2 separate regions of the Zea mays genome follow, and region 1 is linked to region 2. The links are chromatin contacts, called in public Hi-C maps. All regions are on one chromosome and are shown on one strand. The core of a region is the stretch at or near the end of the contact, and the rest is flanking DNA. Distances in the headings are between cores, read along the strand shown.

Region 1 (4,671 bases), core at 224-2,723, 260 kb after region 2:
TTCTCTACATCTAGTACTGTGGCAGTGAACACATCACTGTAAGTAGAAGCGATCTTTGACGCCTCCTCCGCAAGCACAGCTGAAAGAATGAAGGATGACAGCGATAAGTATACTGGCAACAAATTTATGAAGAACAATAAAAAAGTTTGGTGAAAAATCTACTGACCAGGGGTAAGGACATTTGCAGGAGAGTTCACAAGCTCTCTTCCGAATATCACACCCGACGAAAGATCATTAGCATACTTAAGTTTCTGATCCACCTCTGCACCAGAACCCAGTCCAATAATATCAACCTGTTTCAGGTGCACCTTTTTCGATTCAGATTTGTATCTGCTGTCCTCATACAACCCCAGCACGGTTCCTGTGATTCAGACCGGCAGAAATTTCAGCATCCATCCACTGCACTCCATAACCATGACATCAGAGAAGAAAAAGGAGCGTGTGCAAGAGAATCAAGTACCAGAAGCAACTGCTGCTGCAGCAGTCAGCTTGAACTCTTCCTGGATCCCACTGGGGGAGGCAAGAACGATTGCAGCGCTGCTAGCTTGAGCGGCCTTGGCAACAGACGCGACAGACTCGCCGAGGCCTCGGCTAGCGGCGGCGGTGGACGGGGCGCTCTGACCAAGACCGATCAGGCCCACCCTCTTGAAGCCCTGCCCCGCGAGGCGGAGGACCACCGACTGCCCCGTCTTCCCGGTGAAATCTTCCTCTGCCGCAGCCTCCGACAGGAGGCCGCCGAGCTGGCCGTCCAGCTTCTTCAAGACGGCATTCTCGAATTTGGAGTCCGCGTCCTTGGACAGATCCTTCTCCGTGACGGCGACAGCGAGAATATCGCCCTTCCACTCGGAGAATTCGATGTCTTTCGCGGAAAAGGTGACCTGGAAGAACGACAGGAGAGCACAGGTTGAAGCTCTGTCGCTTCAGGAGGATAGAAGCGACTAACTTCCCAAGGATCAAACCGATAAATCTTAGGCGAAGATGTGCGGTTTTGGAGAAGGGAAAACGCTAATTCTGATCTCGATCTAGCGCTTGTTTTAGCGCGGCGAACGTCAGCCACGATCAAGTCAACACACGACAGTATCAGCAGGTTTTGTTGGAGACGGGTTGTAGGCACACTGACAAAGCAGGCGAATCCACGAACAATTCGAAGCAGTGCTGGATGGAAGCCTCATCCAGAGGCAGGAACGCACGCGAGGTTACACAGATGACAGACCTGAGGCGGCTCGACGGCGTTGGGCTTGGTGAGTCCGAGAGCGGGTTCGGCGGCCGCGGCCGCAGCGGCGGCTGTGTGCCCCATCCGGGTGCGGTGACCGAGCGGGTGGCGGGCGAGGGACGGTAGTCTGCGCGACGACGACGACGACGACGACGCGAGTGCCGCGGGCGGCGCGCGGGACACGCTGAGGCGGCGCGGCAGGCGGCGGAGGAGCCTGAAGGCGAGCACGGCGGCGGAGGTGGTGGTGGATGCGGCGGCGGTGGCCATAGAGGCAGCGCGGAGGCTTGGTATATATCGGCCGCGGTTGCGTCCCCAGCCGTCCGATCGGGACGGCCCCTCTTGTATGCGTCAGCCACTCCGGATACGGGATGGCTGTGGCTGCCCTCCGCTCTCCACGTCGGTGCCTCCTACGTCGTGCCTCTGCCTTGTGGGACCCTATACAGCTTGGCCCACATGCCAGTGAATGGTTTCTTTGCCTACGAGCTTGTCGTTGGAGAGGACGGGAGGCGTGTGCTCGTCGGAGCATAGCGTGCACCTCGAGGAGTCCTGCTCAGAAAAACAAAGAGTGTAACAGTCTGTACATTTTTCAGAGTTCTGGATCGGATCAGGATCAGGTTTTTATTGGGTTTGTTTTACGGAGAAGCGCGACGACGTAGGAATGGGATCGTCAACGATGGGTGCCAACTGCGGCCGGACGACGGCGAGGAACGCCGCCGGCCCCTATAGCCTACATCGCCTTATGATGAGGAGACACTAAAACTGTTCTCTAAACATAAAGCATAAGAGATAACTAAAGGGGTGTTCGAATGTACTATAACTAATAGTTAATAATTAGTTAGCTAAAAATTATTAGTAAGATTAGCTAGCTAACAGCCTAACAAATAGCTACCTGACTATTAACTAATTTATCAAAAAATAGCTAATAGCTGAACTATTAGCTCTAGTGCATTCAAACACCCCCTAAGACTATATTTAGAAGCACCCAGTTTTTAAGAAACTAGTTTATAGAAATTAAATTGGTTTCAAATATACCAGTTTATAACTCAGTTTATAGAAATTAGATTATCAGTTTCTTAAAAACCAAGAAGCTGACCTCTCCTAGCTTAAAAAATAAAATTGGTTTCTTAAAAACTGGGTTGCTTCTAATCAGGGGCTAAAATACTCTATTATATAATTGAGTGTCTATAAATATAGTATATTAATAAATACATAAGTAAATACGTCTGTACAACATCGAATTGATAGAACAGACGAATTCATACAATGGGAAGTGACGTCGTCTGTCTATTGCTACTTGTGTTACGAGACAGAGACGTCACTTCACGGAGAGACGACTCTACATTTTTTTGCAGATATCTCATTTAAACACCTCAAAAGACTCTACATTAAACACAACTGTACATGCTCTTAGCCATATCAGCTCCTACCGTCATCCAAACGCCCATCGTAGTAGAAATGGAGATTGGAGAATGTACTCGCAAGATTACAGATTTGCTATAGCAAGTGGCAGTAACAGGTGAATTCCCCAAGATAAATCGAGAGCTAAACGAGTTTGCAGAACCTTTCTTTACAACAGCAATAGACCTGAAACTGCTATGTACAGTATTGCTTCTCGCTAATTAGGTGAACTGTTACATTAGGACTAACACAACATTACTTCTCCCTAACTTCCTGACAAACCAAAGAGACTGCAGCTCCCTTCGTGAGCTAGCTGTGGAACCTTTCTTTACAGAAGCAACAGATCTGAAACTGCTATGTACATCGAGTGAACTGTTATATTAGGACTACACATCATTACTTCTCCCTAGCTTCCTGAAAGCCCAAAAAACAAACAAACTGTAAGACAATGTCAGCGCAAACAGATCTTAGACAAATCGTGCTCCTGTTATATCGACATGACAGCTCCCATTTCAGTGGCGGTTTACCTTGTGATACACGCTGAAGGAGCGCTACAAAATTTTCTGCCGCTGGTCTAGGTGATCAGGCGGCACAGAATTAGTGAAGTGCGTGCTATCCACAGATGCAATATATGGTGTGTCACCGGCCTGAAATTCCAAGCTCCAGCGACTCCCTCTTCTTGTGGGCAGTTAGTTTGGCCTTCTCTTTCTCTGCTTCCGCTTGTGCTCTTTTCTTCTCCAGCTCCATCTGCTTAACATTCTCCGCATGGGCCCGCTCGAACGTCTTCGTGAAGCTTAGCAACGTTGAGACAACTGCACATACAGATGGGAAGTAATCATGACTGTTTAGAAAATACAAAAGGAGATTGCTATTGGCATGAACATTTGGTGCGCTCTGATTTGGAACAGGAACGCTCAAAGCCGCGACAAGCTATATATAACTCCTCAGAAACATGTTGATTAGATTTTAAATCCATGTTACCTTTTTCTTTTAGTTTGAACGTGTCTAGTTACCTTTTCTTTTAAACAAACATGTCTCCCACACCTATAGACATCTATCAAGCTTTTGTAACATATTAGTGGGGTAGCTAGCTTTTCAGCTCAAAAGAAAATACCTTGCTCGAAAGGACACCGCACGGGATCTTCACCAAAATAATGTGCTAGAGAATCGGCACTTTTCCCCTGCAAGTAAAATGATATTCTTTAGCACAAAGCGTATGCTTCCTTCAAGCAGGGTCATGCATAATGCATCAGGGTATTGATACTGTCGAGTCTTGACATACCGCACTGCTGTAAAGCGAAGCTAACGACCTTCCTTCAGCTTGGGCGTCATCAAGGAATAAATTCAGTTTCTGAAATAAAAAAATCTTCAGAACATTATAATCAATATGCTGATGGTGTGATGATGGCATCTTCATCTTTTCCCCATCAGTCTATTGTGCGTACTAGAGATGCAAATGAAAGAACAAGAGACATGACTAGAGATAGAATGAATGTGGAATCCGATGTGTTATGCCTAAAAAGTGTCTTTGGTGACCCTTTGTTCCACAACTAAGCCACAAGCTCTATCACTATGTACTCTAACAGACCCATTTATACTAAAACACTGGGAAACCAACCCTGTAAAATATCTCTGTCTCTGAAGGATCCTTTTCAGCTGTTGCCAGTTCCTGCTCCACTTTTTCCAGTCCTTTAGTTATCGCTTGCATTTCTTCTGCTAACTCCTTCAGTTGTATCTGTTTTTACTCCAGCTGTCAGCGAGAAGAATAAAACCACCATGGATCTATCTAGCATTAGATCTAAACTACCTTTGAGGCAGGTTCTAAATTTGCAAGATCCCTGCTGAAGTCAAGCACTTCAGGAAGCTTGTCCGAAAGAACCTGTACAAACAAAGAATGAAAGAACTTTGAGGAAGAGCAAAAGAGTTCATCAACATAAAATGAACAATTATTAAAAAATAAAATAAAATGGACAGTGCAAACATGCCTGCATGTATTGATACAAAGATACACTTCGTGGTGAAACTCAATGCTCATACAATGGAAGTAAGGACATTAGTCC
Region 2 (5,366 bases), core at 2,048-4,547:
CCACTAAAATTTGTGAATTCTAAAAGGCCAAGACCCTGATGAACACTTCCGTCCTCTTGATCAGCATCGTCACTGAACTCAGATTCTTCGTCACTTAAGCTTCCTTCATCTTCGTCACTCATGTCAGCGTATTCCGAGACAGAAAGAGAATCACTTGGCAGACTCGCAGAACTCCCATCATCTTGAAAAACAACTTGGCCAATCTTCAGATTATCATCCCATGACTCAAGCTCTGCTCTCCTCCAAAGGCCAGAGTTATACCCAGAAGTTGCCAGTATGCTGGAGCCTACCAAGGACTGCTCCCACCTAGTTGGAGTGAATCGCTTCAAGGCTTTAGAAGGCATTACAATACCTGAAAATAAGTTCTGAATTAGTCGGGTATACCTCTCTATGTCTGAAGAGTCATAAGCAATATGTGTATCATATCTACAGGATGCACCATGCACATAGGGAAAAAAGGGAACAAGACAAATATGCGGCTAATGGTAACTAATCACAATAAAAATGGAACATGAATCAATAAAAAACATACTTGTGAAGTTTATACCACAACATGTTATCTTTATTGTTTTATGAAACAGGCAAAGGAACAAGAGCGTAACAAAGCACATTTTAGTGGCCTTGGACCTTCCAACAGCCAAATAACCAATTAACATACCATGAGACATGCGGCAGTTACTACCAAATCGACATCGCTGCTGTAGGAAGAACTTGCATATCTGCACTACGGCCAGATTTGTATTAGTTAGTTTGTTCATAATAATGGCGCATACACTCCAATCATTATATTTGTGTTAGCAAGCAGAAAATTATGCCAGATTGAAAGGTAACTGCAGTTGCAGGGTACCCACCTGTGAATCTCTCTTGGAGTTCTTTTCCTGCTCATATTCACTAAGTTTTGGCTAGGAATAGGATGGAACCAGCCCAGAGGGTATCTTATGACTAGACTTTTACCCACCTGTGACTCCCTTATAGAGTTTTTTCATATTCATTAAATTTTGGCCAGGAATATGATGGAACCAGGGCAGAGGGTGCCTTATGACTAGATGTTGTCTATCAGAATATATGGCTACAAAGTTCAGTTTATTCTAACTTCTAACTAGTCTGAAGCAGCAATAGTGATTTCACCACAAAATATAAGCAAATCCACCTACAATGTTCAACCAGACAGAATCAGGGGGCAGTGTCCAACTGGTACGGGAAGGAATGGTGGGATTGGAGCAAATTCCAGAAATGCCCTTATGGAGCAAAGGTACGCACTGGGTCTGTTTTTTTATTGTGGGGAGGGGTCACCAATTTACAAATGGGGGAATGCACATGTTAGAAGGTCTGGAAGTGGAAGGTGAATTGGATTGATTAGAAATAACATCTTTTTAGAAAATCCAGTTACACAAGAGAAGACTGGAATGAGTCTAACTAATTGCACCATGGTGTGTGTGTGTGTGCTGTAAGGGCTCTTCCCCTTTCAAGAAGGGAAAGAAAGGAGCAAGCAAAAGGTTATAGTAAAAAGTAAAAACAACAGAATGTTTTCCACAGGCTGCAGTACCACAAGCATGTAGCTACCAGTGTAAACCATATCCTTTTTAGACGCCAATGGAAACGATACAACAGGGGTTTAAGGGGTCAAGCTTGGTTATTAACAGGCAGATAATGGCTATGATGCTCAGGTTAGATAACTCACCGACATATTTTCAGATGTAGGTGTCAGAAATGAGATCCTTGCATCGCCTGAACCTTCAAAGCCTATAATGCATCCATTATACCAGCGCCCATTGTTGTGCCGGAATCTACACTTTGATCCAACTGAAAAATCATGTGACTCCAGTGGTTCTGGCTCAACATCATCTGGATCTAATGACTCAATAGCAACTTCGGGTGATTGGGATATTGATTCCTTATCTGGAAAGATCTCATCTACTTGCTTCAGTAGCCTAGAGCGCTTCAAATGGAGAAGACCCTCCTCGGCATCCTTAATCGCAGCAAGAAGCTCCTCATGAACCTTTAAACAACAACAACACAACAATAAGGAAAAATAATATCGTTAAAATCTAATAACAAAGTGGTAATGCCTCCTCTGGCACGGCTCTAGCTCCAAGATTCACCCCAGATCTGGAGTTTGTATGCTAGCATCAAGAACCTTGATACTATATTTTTTATCTAGAGTAAAAATAAAGCAGTTCAACCAAACAAACCTGGTGTACTCATGGATCCAGCACCACATAATTCTAGAGCTAGAAAAGATAACTATGTCCAACATGGCAAAAAACTGAATGCAGAAACATGAAAAAACAAATGCAGAACTCTATCAAACATTATTACGCAGGAACATCCACAACTCAGGAATGAAAAGTGCAAACACAGACATTTCTCCTACACAAATCAATGCCATGCAGTAATTATCATCAATGAATTGTATTTCAAAGAAATGAGCGAATATGTGAGATACAATCGCTCTTGCAATTTACAGAACTCACATTGATATTGTCCATAGCATTTGTTATGGAGTCAACAAATGTGTGCAAGGGTTTAAAAACATGCCGTGAATTAACAGCCAATACTATCCTCATTTCTCAACTTTTCCTGTGCATACCAAAGGTAGCCCAGCCTTATGAATTCAACAGACAAATAAAAAGCACGCAGATTGATGCCTTTACTAGAAGCAAGATCACAGAAGGGAACCCAACACATATCCTGTTTCCAGTTAATCCAATCATCATTCCAAAACATGCCGCACAATTCCAATCCCATCACCTATAAGATGGACACGCAAGCTAAGTAGCTAACCATCCACGGACCACTACATATGTAATAACAATTCCTACTCGTACTCCAGACTCCAATAGCCCTCAGCCCCTCACCCTTATGCTAATGCTATGAAATCACAGTACCCTAGAATCCCCGCACCCTAGTTACCTAGTAGTCGGTTCAGTTGCGAGGGAGTTAGCAACCAGGGGCCGCGGTAGGATAAGATTAGGAGAGGCGGGTCGATGAGATGGTGATACCGCGACGCACCTCGAGGAGGTCGGCGTTGGAGGGGTCGGCGGCGAGGGCCTCGTCGACCGCGGCGAGGGAGGACCGCTGCTCCTGCAGCTGCTGCTCCAGCTGCCGCTCAATGGCCGCCGCCTCGTCCTCGCCCTCGCCCGCCATAGGCCACCAACTGGATCGGGGCGGCGAGGCGATGGGCGAAGAATCGAGTCGAGAGGGTTCTTCCTCCTCCCAGCCTCCCAGGCTCTCGCCGCGGGCGCGGTACCGTTTCTTCCTCCTCGACCGTGACCGTGAATCCGTGATGGAAGGTGAGGTGAGAGCGTTGGGTGTTCAACAATCAACCTTGTCCTTGGAAGGCCACAGCGCTTCGGATTGTGCTGGTGCTATGATGATGGGCCGAGCCCACGAGAAAGCCAAGATATTACTAATTGCTTGATGGGCTTCAGCGGTTTTGTATTTTTTTTATTCGCGACTCGTTTTTGTGCCGTCGCCTTCTTCGAAGACATATTCTGTGCAATCACTCATTTGGTGCGAGCGTGCAACCAAACCATCCAGAGCATCCAATCTAGATCCAACGGTTTCATATGAAAGGGGTTAAAAGTAAAATAGGTACTATGTTTCAGGTGGAAGGGGTTAAATGTAAAATAACAGTCATCATTAGATCTAGATTAGATGCACCAAATCGTTTGATTGCAAACTTGCACCAATATAAGTGATTGCATAAGATATTTCCCCGCCTTCTTCGTCCACGCGAACGTGGTTGTTTTCAACAGACGCTCAATTGCCCACCATAACACCGTTTCGCTTTCTCGCTCCAACTCCCACAGAAACGGCCGCCAGCGCCGCAGGCCCGCAGCGTTGATGGCCGCCGCACCTGGCGCACCAGAGGAGCGACTCGGCGTCCTCACTCCTCAATGCCTCCGGGAGAAGACCGGAATCTCCGAGCCCAGGCACGCCCCCGTCCCCGAACCGAACTCTCCCGTATCGGTTGGATTCCTTCGATCTGATCGTGTGATTTCGTCGCTCGCTTGCTTCGTTTTCCTCAGGTCGGAGGTGCACAGGGACGGAAACTACCACCGAGCGGTGAACGTGTGGATCTACAGCGAGAGCACCGGGGAGCTGCTGCTGCAGCGCCGAGCTGATTGCGAGGAATTGTGGCCTGGGCAGTGAGACATCATTAGCGCCGGCCACATCTCCGCCGGCGATTCCTCGCACTCTCGGCAGTGAGTTCTCTGGCCTCACGATAGTGCTCTGCGCTTGAAGAGCTATCATCTGAACACCACCCTGGAGTGCGTAGAGTAGCCTGTGCACACTAAGCAGCTAGCGATGCCTAAAACACTTTAGCAGCAAGTGGAAACTGTACTCAAAGCTCTTTTATACCTTCGGGAACGCTGAGCCCTCCATGTATGACGTAACTGTTGCAAATAGCATGGCAGTTGCAATTTTGCTCTTGTTCATCCTCAGAGACATAAGACCGTGTCCAGTCAGGGGCGGATCCAGGCGATCACGCTCCGGGCCGACTTATAAGGCTTGCTTATTTTTTGAAAATCATTTATGTTGTTTATTTTATAAGGCTTGCTTCTGTTGGTCACTTACTGTATAGAAGAACGACTCTGTCTAGTTAATCCTTTTTGGTTTGGATGATGACTCATCATTGGTACTACATGTAACATGAATCATCAGGAGGGACCTTCTGGAAGATCCAGGCATCAACCATTTCAGTCGATGCTTTCGAGCTCATGTGTGTGTTTCTTCAGGAACGGTTAGTATGCTTATACCGCAATCCATTATATTCTGCAACCGATGACACCATTGTTGTCAGGATTTGTCATATCACATTTACATAACAACTTTGATCAACCTTTAGCCAAACATTGGTGGACACTTGCCTAGTACAGTTTATATAAGCATTATTATTTTATATTATCTATAAGATACTTTTTAATACATAGTAGGGTGTTTGGGACTGTTCCGCTTCATAAATTTTAGCTCCACTCCACGAATTAGTTGCCAAACACTTTGAACTCCCAACTCCATTCCGAGATTGTTTGACGTCTAGCTTGTGTGTTTCTCATTGGTTTCTAGCCCGTGTGCACAAGTAGACTAGACCTCAGAAGGTGTTCGATAATATGCCAAGGAGATGGAGAGCAGTCGCAACGAACTCGACTCACCGCCATTGTACATCCGCAGCACAAGCAGCACTATGCTTTGATTATTTTGTTGAGTATGTGCTGTCCAAACAGAGGTGCGCTGTGCGCATGGTTTAACAATCAACAGAAGAAGAAAAAAAACACAAGAAAATGAGTGTATAATAGGTAGTGTCAAATTTGATGGGTATAGTAGATATTTCATATTACTATCTGATATTTTTAAAGTTAGAG

The links. A called contact is a pair of places that touch in the nucleus more often than the background predicts.
Region 1: a Hi-C map of ear shows a contact between it and region 2, with 3 times the contacts expected there. The contact joins the promoter of LOC100381923 here to the promoter of LOC100191995 in region 2. A contact is called at or near these places in 3 of 25 Hi-C or Micro-C datasets (ear, leaf and tassel).

What each region holds. Positions count from the first base shown.
Region 1 is chr5:221,959,243-221,963,913 of Zm-B73-REFERENCE-NAM-5.0, forward strand. LOC100381923 reads right to left here and starts at 1,474. Exons shown (of 10, transcript NM_001354380.1): 1 at 1,214-1,474; 2 at 461-878; 3 at 167-361; 4 at 1-79. The coding sequence starts at 1,297. LOC110991262 reads right to left here. Exons shown (of 18, transcript NM_001354381.1): 13 at 4,419-4,490; 14 at 4,230-4,346; 15 at 3,894-3,962; 16 at 3,726-3,792; 17 at 3,139-3,423; 18 at 2,688-3,025. The coding sequence ends at 3,251.
Region 2 is chr5:221,698,775-221,704,140 of Zm-B73-REFERENCE-NAM-5.0, forward strand. It overlaps LOC100191995, which reads right to left and starts at 3,298. Exons shown (of 4, transcript NM_001137419.1): 1 at 3,013-3,298; 2 at 1,682-1,999; 3 at 659-719; 4 at 1-352. The coding sequence starts at 3,147. LOC100384317 (a long non-coding RNA gene) reads left to right here and starts at 4,035. Exons shown (of 3, transcript XR_002262567.2): 1 at 4,035-4,208; 2 at 4,669-4,747.